Linked DNA regions of Mus musculus: region 1 is linked to region 2. The links are chromatin contacts, called in public HiChIP or PLAC-seq maps. All regions are on one chromosome and are shown on one strand. Each heading gives the region's core, a stretch centred on a gene start, on an enhancer-like site or on the middle of the called end of the contact. The rest is flanking DNA. Distances are from core to core; before and after follow the strand shown.

Region 1 (5,535 bases), core at 187-2,686, 140 kb after region 2:
AATGTGTTAACTGGCAGGACACCCAGGCGGGTTCAGGCTTGCAGAAAGACATGTGGGTAAGCTCAAAGACAGGACCATTGTGTCACCCCAAAGCCCCACTTAGCTTCATTAGGCGCCATCATTGCTGAGATGCAGCTGCCTTACAGAAGAGCTCTCAGCCTGACTTCAGCACACGGGCTGAGGTTCAGGGAGATGGCTCCACTGAGGTGGCTCTAAAAGCTGGTGACTGGGGCACACCTTGTTGAATTTGGGAGGTTGCAGCAGGAAGATCCCTTGTGCCTAGAAGTAAGTCCAAAGCTAATCTGGGCAACATGGCAGACCTTATCACAAAGCAGGAAGGAAAGAAAATCACCCTTGCCTGCAGCTCCCCCCGAAGGCGTTGTGTGCCTCATCTATACTCAGCAGTTTCATATGTAGTTCCCTGGCAGTCCTCCAGCACATAGGACAGATGCCTCATCCACTCCAGGTGGCTGCTTAGACCTTAAACCTTGGTTTTCCCTTCAGTTTTTTAACCTAGCGAGAGATCTTGGGCATCTTGTTTTGCAGAGGTGGCTGGCACTCACGTGAGGCTGTTAGGAGCACTTCCTGTATTTGCTACAAACCACTGCAGAAAGGAAATGTTTTTAATTGTCACCCACCGCTGTGAACACACCCTCATTCTAAGTGTCTAGTGATGGCTCTGCTGGGGCAAAGGGGTAAACACCTGAGACTTTAGCAGGGTTGCCCAGTGTGCACTGCCAGTAAGGTGGCAAACAGTGGCGGGCATCTGTTGTGCCTGCCCCTTTCTGTCCACTCCCTTTTGGAGCAGCTGGGTTAAGAGTTGCAGACAAGGGGCTGGAGAGATGGCTCAGCAGTTACGAACCCTGTCTGCTCTCCCAGAGATCCTGAGTTCAATTCCCAGCACCCACATGGTGACTCACAACCATCTGTAATGGGGCCTGACGCCCTCTTCTGGCCTGTGGATGTATATGCAGCAGAGCACTCATACATTTAAATAAAAATTGAAAAAGAAAAAAAAGAGTTGCAGACAGGCCAGGGAGGCAGGTGGGTCTCTGAATTCAAGGCCAGCCTGATCTATAGAGCGAGCTTCAGGATAGCCAGTACTACACAGAGAAACCTTGGGGGGAGGGGGGCGTGTGGGGGGAAAGGAAAGGAAAAAAAAAAGAGGCAAAGAGCTGGCGTTTTGGTTCTGTTTGTTTAGTTGTTAGTGGTTCCAGTAACCTACGAAGTATTTATGTCTTAATTAGTTTAGTAGCTTGTGGAGCGATCAGACATGCAGTTTGAAAGAGGAGACAATGCTTTTATTTTTTTAGGCCTTTGAGGCAGATTTTTAAGATTTACTTTTGTTTGTGTGTCTGGGTGCTCTGTCGGCATAGATGCTGCACCACATACAAGCCTGTGAGCCTCCTTTTGCATCCTCTGAAAGAGCATCACCCAGTGCTTTTGACTGCTGAGTCATCTCCAGCCCTTGGCCTTAGCTTTTTGGTTTGGTCTGGTTTGGTTTGATCTGGTTTGGTCTGGTTTTCACACAGCATCTCTCTAGCTAGCCTTGATGGTCCTTGAATTCACTACCTACATCAGGCTCACCTCAAACTCACAGAGACCCACCCACCTGCCTCTGCTTCCCAAGTGCTGGGATTAAAGGGGTGGGCCACCACACTCACCTTGCCTCCACCTCTTAAGTGTAGCTGTCATAGACATGTACCACCATGGCTTAGACTCAAACTGGACACAGCACCCCATTCCCTGTTTCACGCTGGTTTCCACATGCTAATTGCTTTTTAGAACAAGACAAAACAGTCAAAAAAAATAGCTTCCTAAAACTTATTAGCTTTACACAAAATACAATGTTATTTAAAGGAAGGTAATGTAGTCTGGCTTTTGCATCTCGAAGCACCTCGGTCTGTTGTGTTTCATCTGTCTACATGATGTCCGGTATCCATGCTTAGAGCAGGAATTGCAGGTACCACTTGGCTCCCGTGAGCGTTCCCTGTGCCACTTAGGGTTCGTGGCACACAGTCGCCAGCTGTAACGGAGGGCTGGAGCCAGTCCAGGCACACTGGGCAGCTCTCGAGAGCTAAGCAGTCCTGGGCAGCTGCCTCGCCTCTCATGCCAGGCAGTTAGCAGATGAGCTACAGGAGAGGCTCCTGTAGCTCAGAGAGGTCTGGTGTCTCCAAAATTTAGAGGGAAAGTATTTTTTTCTTTAAACTGGGAGTATTATAATTGGAGTATAAAGCCAAGAAAATTAAAAGAGCAATAAAAATTATTCTCAGTTTCCTATACAGAAGCCTTTATAGTTGTGCTGCCTGTCTTGGATTTATGTTTCTTATTAGTTCAAACCATTAAGGGGAGACTTCATGTCAGCTAATGCTTCTTAAAGTTTAGACTCCAGGGACTCTTGACACCCTCTTCTGGGCTCTGTGGGTACTGCATTCATGGTGCACAAACACACAGAATGTTTTAATTTAATGTCAGACCAGGCATGGAGGCCATGCTTTTAATCCCAGGATTCAGGAGGCAGGAGCAGTTGGATCTCTGAGTTCAAGGACAGCTAGAGCTACAAAATGAGATGCTGTCTCCAAGGGGTTTTTTGTTGTTGCTCTTGTTGTTGTTGTTCTTAATGTCTAGACCATGATTTCAATGTTTGAAATAAAAGAGCTCAGGTTAAAAATATATTTTAACCTAATAATTTCCTAAATGGCTTCAGTGGGTTCTTGCCATAGGACCTGAAAGGCTTCCTTTGTACCTCTCTGTATCACCCTTGGATCCCTACAGAGGCCAGCACTCCTTATTTTTCCTTGGAACAGTCACCATATTTCCTTGCTAACCAGGCCTATGACCTGGAGAGGGTTGGACTCAATTATTAGAAGATTCTGGGTACACGAAGCCCTGGAATTACACATGTATACACACACACACACACACACACACACACACACACACACAGCCTGTGTTGTCCCACCGCCGAGGAGCTCGGTGAGCACTTTGAAGGTCATAGCAGGTCACAGGTTCTTAGGTATTGGGTATCACAGTACCCTGTTCCCAAGGCTGGGTGGTAAATAGGAGACTGTCACTGTTTCTGTGAATCTAAGTGAAATGCTGTCCTGGTCCTATAGGCTGCCATGACACTGCCAGTGAGTGTGTCTATAGGCCAGTCAGCTTTCTCCCGTCAGGCGGCTGTCCCCGTGGTCCCCTTCAGAGCCTCCCCAGCGCATCCTCGAGTGGCTGTGCTATTTCTGACTCTGGCATTCAAGTTTTCTGAAACTGTTACATTAGCTGATTGCTGCTTAAAGTCTATTAAAGGTCAGAACCATCAGCCTCCCAGACCCCGAGATAGATGCCCTCATTAGAGGCAGTGCCTACGCTGGAGAAGGAAGTTCCCAGACCAGCAGCCCCTGTGGCGGACTCCTGGGGCTCCAGCTATGTGTCTTCCTTCCCGTCCACCTCTGCTCGGCCCCCTGTTCCGATTGAGTAGGTTTATAGATCAGAAATCGTGAGCTATAGAGTGGAGATATTATCACTCAAAAAAGACGGAATTGGGGCCAGGGTTGGGGAGAAAAGAATTTCTAATAACCAACAGACAGCGATGTTCTTGCGTTTGTCTTACACTGGGGCCCCAGAAACAGTGTTGTCCTGGCTATGCACTGGTGGTTTCATTTCCAGACACTTTTAACATCCCTTTGGTTTGGTTTGGTTTGGTTTGGTTTGGTTTGGTTTGGTTTTGAGACAAGGTTTGAGACAACTATGTAGCTGAGCCTGTCTTGGAACCCACTCTGTAGACCAAGCTGATCTGGTAGGGATCCACCTGCCCTGCCTCCTGAGTACTGGGATTAAAGAAAGGTATATGCCCAGTATATACTGGTATATATACTGGTATATATTAAAGAAAGGTATATACCCAGTGTCCTTTTTTAGAGAACTAGAGAGATCTCTCGACAGACGTTGGTAGAGTAATGAAGGGATGAAGAGGGGTGTGTGTGTGTGTGTGTGTGTGTGTGTGTGTGCGTGCGTGTGTGTTTTCAGCTATAAAGGAAAACAAAATTATGAAATTTGAAAAAATAGTGGATGGATCTGGAAATTAAAGTCAAGCAGCCTCAGAAAGATGAATCCTACTTTCGTTCACATCCTGGTTGTGTGTGGGAGGGGGCAGAGGGCAAGTCGTGGAGGTGGAAGGACAGGGCTTGTGCACACTAGAGCACGTGACTTGAAAACAAAAAGGGGGACATGCCCTTAATCTCACCACTCTGGAGGCCTATAGAGCAAGTTCTAGGCCATCCAAGGGTACAGAGAGAAATCGTGGGGGGAGGGGGGCACTGGGAGTGAACAGGTATAGGGTGGGGGAGGGAGGAGAAATGGAGGAGAATCAACACAAACAGATTTTGTTTGGAAATGCTACGATGAAACCTAATCCTTTTCACGTGAATTTAAAAAGAGGCTGGAGAGCGAGCTGCTGTAAGAGTAGTTGCTGTTCTTGGAGGACCGAATCTGGTCCCCAGCTCCCAAACCCAGTGGCTCACACCACCTGTAACTCCCGGTGACGCTGCTAGCATTCCTCCCAGGCTCCACCCCGCAGGTAGGCCTGGCTTGCTCTGAAAGGGACTGACTAGTCTCTCTGAGCCCTCTCTCCCTCTCTCCCTCTCTCCCCTCCCTTCCTTCTCTTTCTCTGTCCTTCTGTGCCCCCTCTCTTTCTTTGCCTCTACTTCCTTCCCATCCCCATTCCCTGTCCCCAAACAAACTCTGTTTTATACTAGACCTGTGTGGAGTGGCTCTCCTCACGGGGAGATGCCTCAGCACGGGCCCGCCACCACCCCGTACCGCGCTCTACAAAGCACATCCTTGGCTTCACAGAACACATCAACCTCTTCTGGTCTTAAGGGTACACATGCGGTGCACATATACGAAAAAAATGCTTATATTAATTACCATTTAAGTTTGTGCAGGGGAAAAGAAGTCCCTTTGTGATCTTTCTTCCAGGTTGGGGCTCATGCAAGGAAGGCCTGAGACTTTCTGTTGAAGTTTTCTGTCAGGGTCCCACATACACACAAACATGCCATGGTCTCTTACATACCGCCCAGTGTGGTACCGCCTAGTGTGGTGCCGAACGCTGGCTCTGGGTGTGCATTTCTCTGTAAACTCTTTGTAAGAGAGCTGAAAAAAGTAATCAAAAAACAATTTGCCTAAATAATACTCTAAAAGATAGACAGTTTTAATGACCCGAGAAATCCTAGGATTGAGGGGGCTACTTGGCTAGGCACTCACAGTGTCACAGATAAAGTTGGGGACTTCTGAGGCCCCTTCCTAAATAAATAACTGGAAGCCAGAGGTGAAAGAGAAGCATGTCCCAGAGGGCTTTAGATAGTCTTGGCAGGACGGGGTATAGCAAGAAGCCCACTGCATGTGCCCCGCTCCGTGGCGGGACTTAACTGTCAAGCCTGAGAAGTTTCATAGAACATAGCGACTTTCTCTTGTTTCTGTGGTGGGATCCCTTTGGGACCCACTCAGGGCCTGTCTTCCATTGATCCCCTTCCCCATCGT
Region 2 (5,600 bases), core at 1,667-4,166:
TGCCCAACTTGTGTAATCCAAGCACTCAGGAGGCAGAGGCAGGTAGGGTTCTGAGTTTGAGGCCACTCTTACAGGCTAAGTTCCAGACCAGTAAGACCAACAAGACTGTTTCAAAACAAAAATCTAAAAAGCAAACAAAGGGTGTGTATGTTTTGACTCAGTGAGATTAGATTGTAAGAAAAGTTTCCCTATTATTATTAGCTACTGAATTTAACATTTGTTTCAAAAAATGAATGAAATAATGGCGTGCAACTGCACAGACAAACACTGGTGGGGTGGGATGGTACACCAGTGTACACCAGTGTAGTCCTAGCACTGGGGAGGAGGATCTATGCAAGTGTGAGGCCAGGCAGGAACACAATGAACCTGTCTCAAAATACGGTAAAAGAAAACTACTGGGGCTGGTGAGATGGCTCAGTGGGTAAGAGCACCCGACTGCTCTTCAGAAGGTCAGGAGTTCAAATCCCAGCAACCACATGGTGGCTCACAACCATCCGTAAAGAGATCTGACTCCCTCTTCTGGAGTGTCTGAGGACAGCTACAGTGTACTTACATATAATAAATAAATAAATAAATAAATAAATAAATAAAAAAGAAAACTACTGAATTATACTGGAAACAAAAGCCCTTTATGGCACCCAGAATGGAACATTTAAATTCTATTTTTATTTATGTATTAATGTACTGGGTTCAAATTTTCATGGTGTCTTCTAAGCCTTACTTATTCCATTTCTTTGGCTTTATCACTGGTTTTCACTATTTTCTCCCTCTACTGGTTTGAATTGACTTACTTCTCTATTCTTTTTTCCTCTACAGAAATTTGCTAGGTTGCCTGGGCTGGCTCTGAATTCCTGTGCTCGATCAAATAATTACTTTCAAGTAATCTGACCTGCAAATGCACGCCTAGCTTTACCTCTAAGGTCTCAAATGTTAAAAAGCAATTCAAGCTGGGCAGTGGTGACGAACGCCTTTAATCCCAGCACTCCGGAGGCAGAGGCAGGTGGATTTCTGAGTTTGAGGCCAGCCTGGTCTACAGAGTTCCAGGACAGCCAGGGCTACACAAAGAAATCCTGTCTGGGGGTGGGGAAGCAATTCAACAGACTACTGGATTAGTTTTGTAAATTTTTTTCTGGGATGTCAGAAATTGAATTCAAGGCCTTGATCATGCTAAACAAGCAATGACCTTTTGGAGACAAGGCTGGCTAAAAAGCCCAGGCTAGCAAACTTAAATCCCTAGGCTTAATCAATTTGGTCCCCGCATCTACCTGACAGTGAAACATACAAGATTTTTGATTTGACAAATAGTGCCTAAAAATGACTCTGTCAACAAGGGCATGTTTAACCTAAAATTCCAACAGAGCTGAAAAGAAGCCAGTGATACTAGCAGCCTTAAGTTCTAGCTAAACACCTTATTAATGTTGTAAACTCATCAACTGTAGGATAGTTGTAATCGGTGGTACATCGAATTATGTAGTGTTTGATGTTACTGCTCTGTTACTAGTCTATATTTCCTGGTTTTGTGTATTAGAGAAACGTTACTGCAAGCAGTACATCTGCTATGGCAGCAGCCTCCTGGTCTAATCAGGAGGATCCAAGAATGATGACTGACCAGCCTTGGTGTAGTGGCACACACCTGTAAGCCCAGCATTCTGGAGGCCGGCCAAGGCAGGGAGATCTCATGTCCAAAGCCAGAACTCGCCCGTCCTTAAGCGATGCATGTTTGTACTCCGCCTGCTACAAGCGACCCGTTGTCCCCACTTCCCAGCCTAGACAAACTGCTGCAGAGTTCACCAAGAGCACCGCACTTCAAAACTCTTCCCTGGTTCAACACTGGCTCAGCCACTCTCTCTCTCTCAAACTCTAGACTCGGTCAGTAGTTGCTAAACCTCAGGGGTGGGAGCACGAAAACAAAGCCGACCACCCAAGGGCTGGATGAAATCGCACCAGGCCTGAAAGGGCTCAGCCAAACGGAGCCCTGTACACCATCACAAAGTGGAGACGCTCAAACGCTATCATCCCACGTGGGGCTACCAGGACCACGGATTTCTGAAGGCGTCGGTCGCTCTCATGGTGGGAGCCTTTCCTGAGCTTCCTTCACATTCCATGTGACCCCAAATTTAAAAAAGGAGGCGAGGGTGGGGTGGTGGTGGTTACCTAGTCCGGAGGGCGCGATGGTACGCGCCTTTAATCCCAGCACTGGTGAGGCAGATCTCTTGAGAGCTCAAGGCCAGCTTAGTTTACAGAGTTCCAAGGCCAACCAGGGCTCCATGAGCCCCTAAAAACAAACTAAACCAAAAAGCGCCCCCGAATTCCCTAAGTCTTAGTTCCCGACAGACCCTGGCTGCGGACCCCACGGCGATCCCCTTCCTCAACCCCGGGAGTGGAGAAGACGTGGGTAGTGAGTGCCTCGCATCCCGGGATTTCACCTCATCCCCCAGTGTTTAAAAAGAAAAGAGAAAGAAAACGAGAAGGAGAACAGACGGGCTTCCACACGCGTTCACCATCCCACGTGGGGCGCTCATTTTCCCACGCTGCGCCATGCCTGTCCCCTCGCCGCGGCCTCTGGGCACGCCCACGGCTGCAAAGCCCACCGGGCCGCAGCGACCTGGGACCTCAGCTGCCCGGGATCTCCACTCCGCCGCCCCAGGAACGACCTCGCGGGCCGCCGGAGTTCCAGCCCCGGGCCTGGAGGTCGGCCATCTCGGGGCGGGCGACATGTCGCACGCGCTCCACCTCCCCCAAGACGCAGCGAACAGGGCCCGCGGCCCGCGCTCCCCGTGCTTGCGGCCCGCCGCGCTCACTCACCATGGCTGCGGTGCGCCGGTCTCGCCGCGACTCGACGACAGCCCAACTCAAGAGGGACTGAAACGCCGCGCAGGAAAAAGGAGCGGAAATCACTTCAGAAGCGGCAGGAAGCGGAAGTGACGCCACAGAGCGCGCGCAATGACGGCGTCCCGCCCCCTTCCCGGAAGAAGAGAGTGCTGAAGTCATCTTTGGATGTGGGAGATGCGTTTTTTCAGATTTTATTAGCGTTCTAGTTAGGATCGGCAAAAGATTGTGAATAAACCACTCGGGAAGTGGCACACTAGTACAACGGGTTGTGAGGGTTGCCATTTCATAACCAGGCTTTTTTTTTTTTTTCGAGACAGGGTTTCTCTGTGCAGCCCTGGCTGTCCTGGAACTCGCTTTGTAGACCAGGCTGCCCTCGAACTCAGAAATCCACCTGCCTCTGCCTCCCAAGTGCAGGGATTAAAGGCATGCGCCACCACGCCAGGCTTTTTTTTTTTTTTTTTTTTTTTTTTTTTTTCTGAGTACATAGTGTACCCTTTTCAAAACCATCCTCTCAGGCGGAGGTTGATTTCTACAATTAGCTGGAATAATGCAGTGGTTGTGAGTCTCTTGGGGAGTGTGTGTCAAAAGACCCTTTCCCAGGGGCCGCCGAAGACCATCGGAAGACACGATTCATAACAGTAGCAAGATTACAGTTATGAAGTAGCAACGAAAGTAATTTTATGGTTGGGGGTCACCACAACATGAACTGTATTAAAGAGCTGCAGCAATGGGTAGGTCAAGAGCCATTGGACTAGGGGGCTAGTTAGTGAATGACAGGGAGGTTGTGTTTGGAGTAATTATGTAGGACACCTGCTTCCTTCTTCTGAGCATCTTGCCCCTTTCTTAGTGATGCACCAAAACTTCGTTATGAAAGGATAAACTCAAGTCTAGCGCTCCCTCCCATGAGCTCTTCCGTGATCCTCGTGGCTTCTCAGTCTTTTCCAACATGATGCCAAACACATCTTGGGGCTATTTGGATCTAGCCCAGACCCCACCATTAGAGCCAATTTCAGCTCATTGTGTCACAACTGTAGAGCTGAGAACTGGGAGGACCTTTAAGAGCCTTACAAAATAGTTCCTCATTTTTACAGATGAGAACAAAGTGTAAAGAAGGGAAGCCTGCCCACTGTCAGGAATCAAACAGTGGCAAAGCTAAAACCGGACCTTGAGATTTTTAGCATTGGGGGTCAGGCAACCACATGGATTCAAACTGCCAACAGGAGGGAACATTTCTAGAGACTGGCGAGATGCCTCCCTGGTTCAGCACACTGGCTGCTCTTCTATAGGATATGGGTTCAATTCCCAACACCCACATGGCAACTGACAACACTTGTGACTCCAGTTACAGAAAGATTCAACTGCCTCTTCTAGCATCCATGGGCACTGTGATGCACAGACTTGCATGCAGGCAAACAATCACACATAAGAGACACTTTTTAAGAATATTGATCAGGGCAATGGTGGCGCATGCCTTTGATCCCAGCACTTGGGTGGCAGAGGCAGGCAGATCTCTGTGAGTTCAAGGCCAGCCTGGTCTACAGAGTAAGTTCCAGGACAGCCAGGGCTACACAGAGAAACCCTGTTTCCAAAATGTAGTGGGGTGTCAACACAAATTCACGGAAGAACATGAAAGAGCCCAGTTTCAAAAGGGAGTGAGTGGGATAAAAGAATTTCTGGGGACTGAGTAGATAATTTAGTTCGCCTGGCAGTGGTGACAGAAAAACCCTGTTTCAAAAGAAACCCCTCCTCTCCCCTCCCCTCCCCTCCTCTCCTCTCCTTTCTTTTTCTGAGACAGGATTTCTTTGTGTAGCCCTGATTGTCCTGGAACTCACTCTGTAGTCCAGGCTGGCCTTGAACTCAGAGATCCACCTGCCTCTGCCTCTGCTGCCTGAGTGCTGGGATTCCAGGCTTGTTCTACCATGCATGCTTTTCTTTATTATGACCCAATGGGTTTCATTAAGGGGTGCTTATGGTAGCATGGATACCTTACCAGTGGTTCCAATACCAAAGGAAGTCTCTCTCTCTCTCTCCCTCTGTCTCCGTCTCTGTCTCTCTCTCCTCTGTCTCTCTCTCCTCTCTCTCTAATTTAGGATGTTTTGCTTTAAGATGAGACTTATGTTTCCCAGGCTGCCCTTGAACTTGTTCTGAATAAGCTCCTGATTCTCTGTGAACTTGGAATCCCCTTGCCTCCACCTCTAAAGTGCTGGAATTCCAGGCCTTTGTGCCACTACTCCAGACAGGACATGCTGTTTTCACGATCATGGTAGTCTATCAACACCCCACCTAATTATCTAGTTAATTCTGTTCCCTGAGGGTTTTTTTTTTTCTTTTTCAGAATCATCCCGTCCTTTTCTAATTTGTTAGCAACTAAATAGCTGCTGACATATTCTGGAAACCAGTTTATTTTAGAAATGTGTCCTACATACTTGTTGTGACTTACTGGTTTCTCATCCATCCACATTCTGCACCCCCCCCCCCAGGTTTTAGTTCTTCCTTCCTTTTGCTTTACTGAGCACATGCCAGTTTGTTCACCATTTCTGCCAATCACTATCTTGTTAAGAATATGCTATGGCTTGAGTATGTCTTATATCCCTGAATTCATACAGAAATTTGATTCCTAAAATCATGCTGATAGTATTAAGAGGAGCCGGCGTGTTACACCTAGAACTCCATCGCTCAGGAGGGTCAGAAGTTTAAGGTCATCCTCATTACCCAACGAATAGAAGGTCAGTCTGGGCTACGTGAGACCTTGCCTCAGAAAAACAAAA

What was found. HiChIP or PLAC-seq counts read pairs in DNA pulled down with a chosen protein or histone mark.
Region 1: a contact with region 2 is called in an H3K4me3 HiChIP or PLAC-seq map of embryonic stem cells, with 29 read pairs. The contact joins the enhancer-like site here to the promoter of Snu13 in region 2. A contact is called at or near these places in 8 of 39 promoter capture datasets (the C10 cell line, the HPC-7 cell line, cranial neural crest and 5 more), 4 of 484 Hi-C or Micro-C datasets (B cells, granulocyte-monocyte progenitors, myeloid progenitors and 1 more), 13 of 115 datasets of contacts at active chromatin or transcription factors (the 230-238 cell line, the SCID.adh cell line, bone marrow-derived macrophages and 6 more) and 5 of 9 other capture datasets (adipose tissue, embryonic stem cells, liver and 2 more).

What each region holds. Positions count from the first base shown.
Region 1 is chr15:82,186,630-82,192,164 of GRCm38.p6, forward strand. All of the region lies in intron 11 of Srebf2 (sterol regulatory element binding factor 2), which reads left to right. Among named protein-coding and RNA genes, the nearest start is that of Mir33, 8.7 kb to the right of the region's middle. Within about 2 kb of position 1,437, at least 43 of the 459 cell types and tissues checked have an H3K27ac peak or open chromatin away from gene starts, as enhancers often do. A contact at or near this core is called in the HPC-7 cell line, embryonic stem cells, memory CD8 T cells and 1 more, where this site is marked.
Region 2 is chr15:82,044,682-82,050,281 of GRCm38.p6, forward strand. Snu13 (SNU13 homolog, small nuclear ribonucleoprotein (U4/U6.U5)) reads right to left here and starts at 2,917. Exons shown (of 3, transcript NM_011482.4): 1 at 2,806-2,917. The coding sequence starts at 2,808.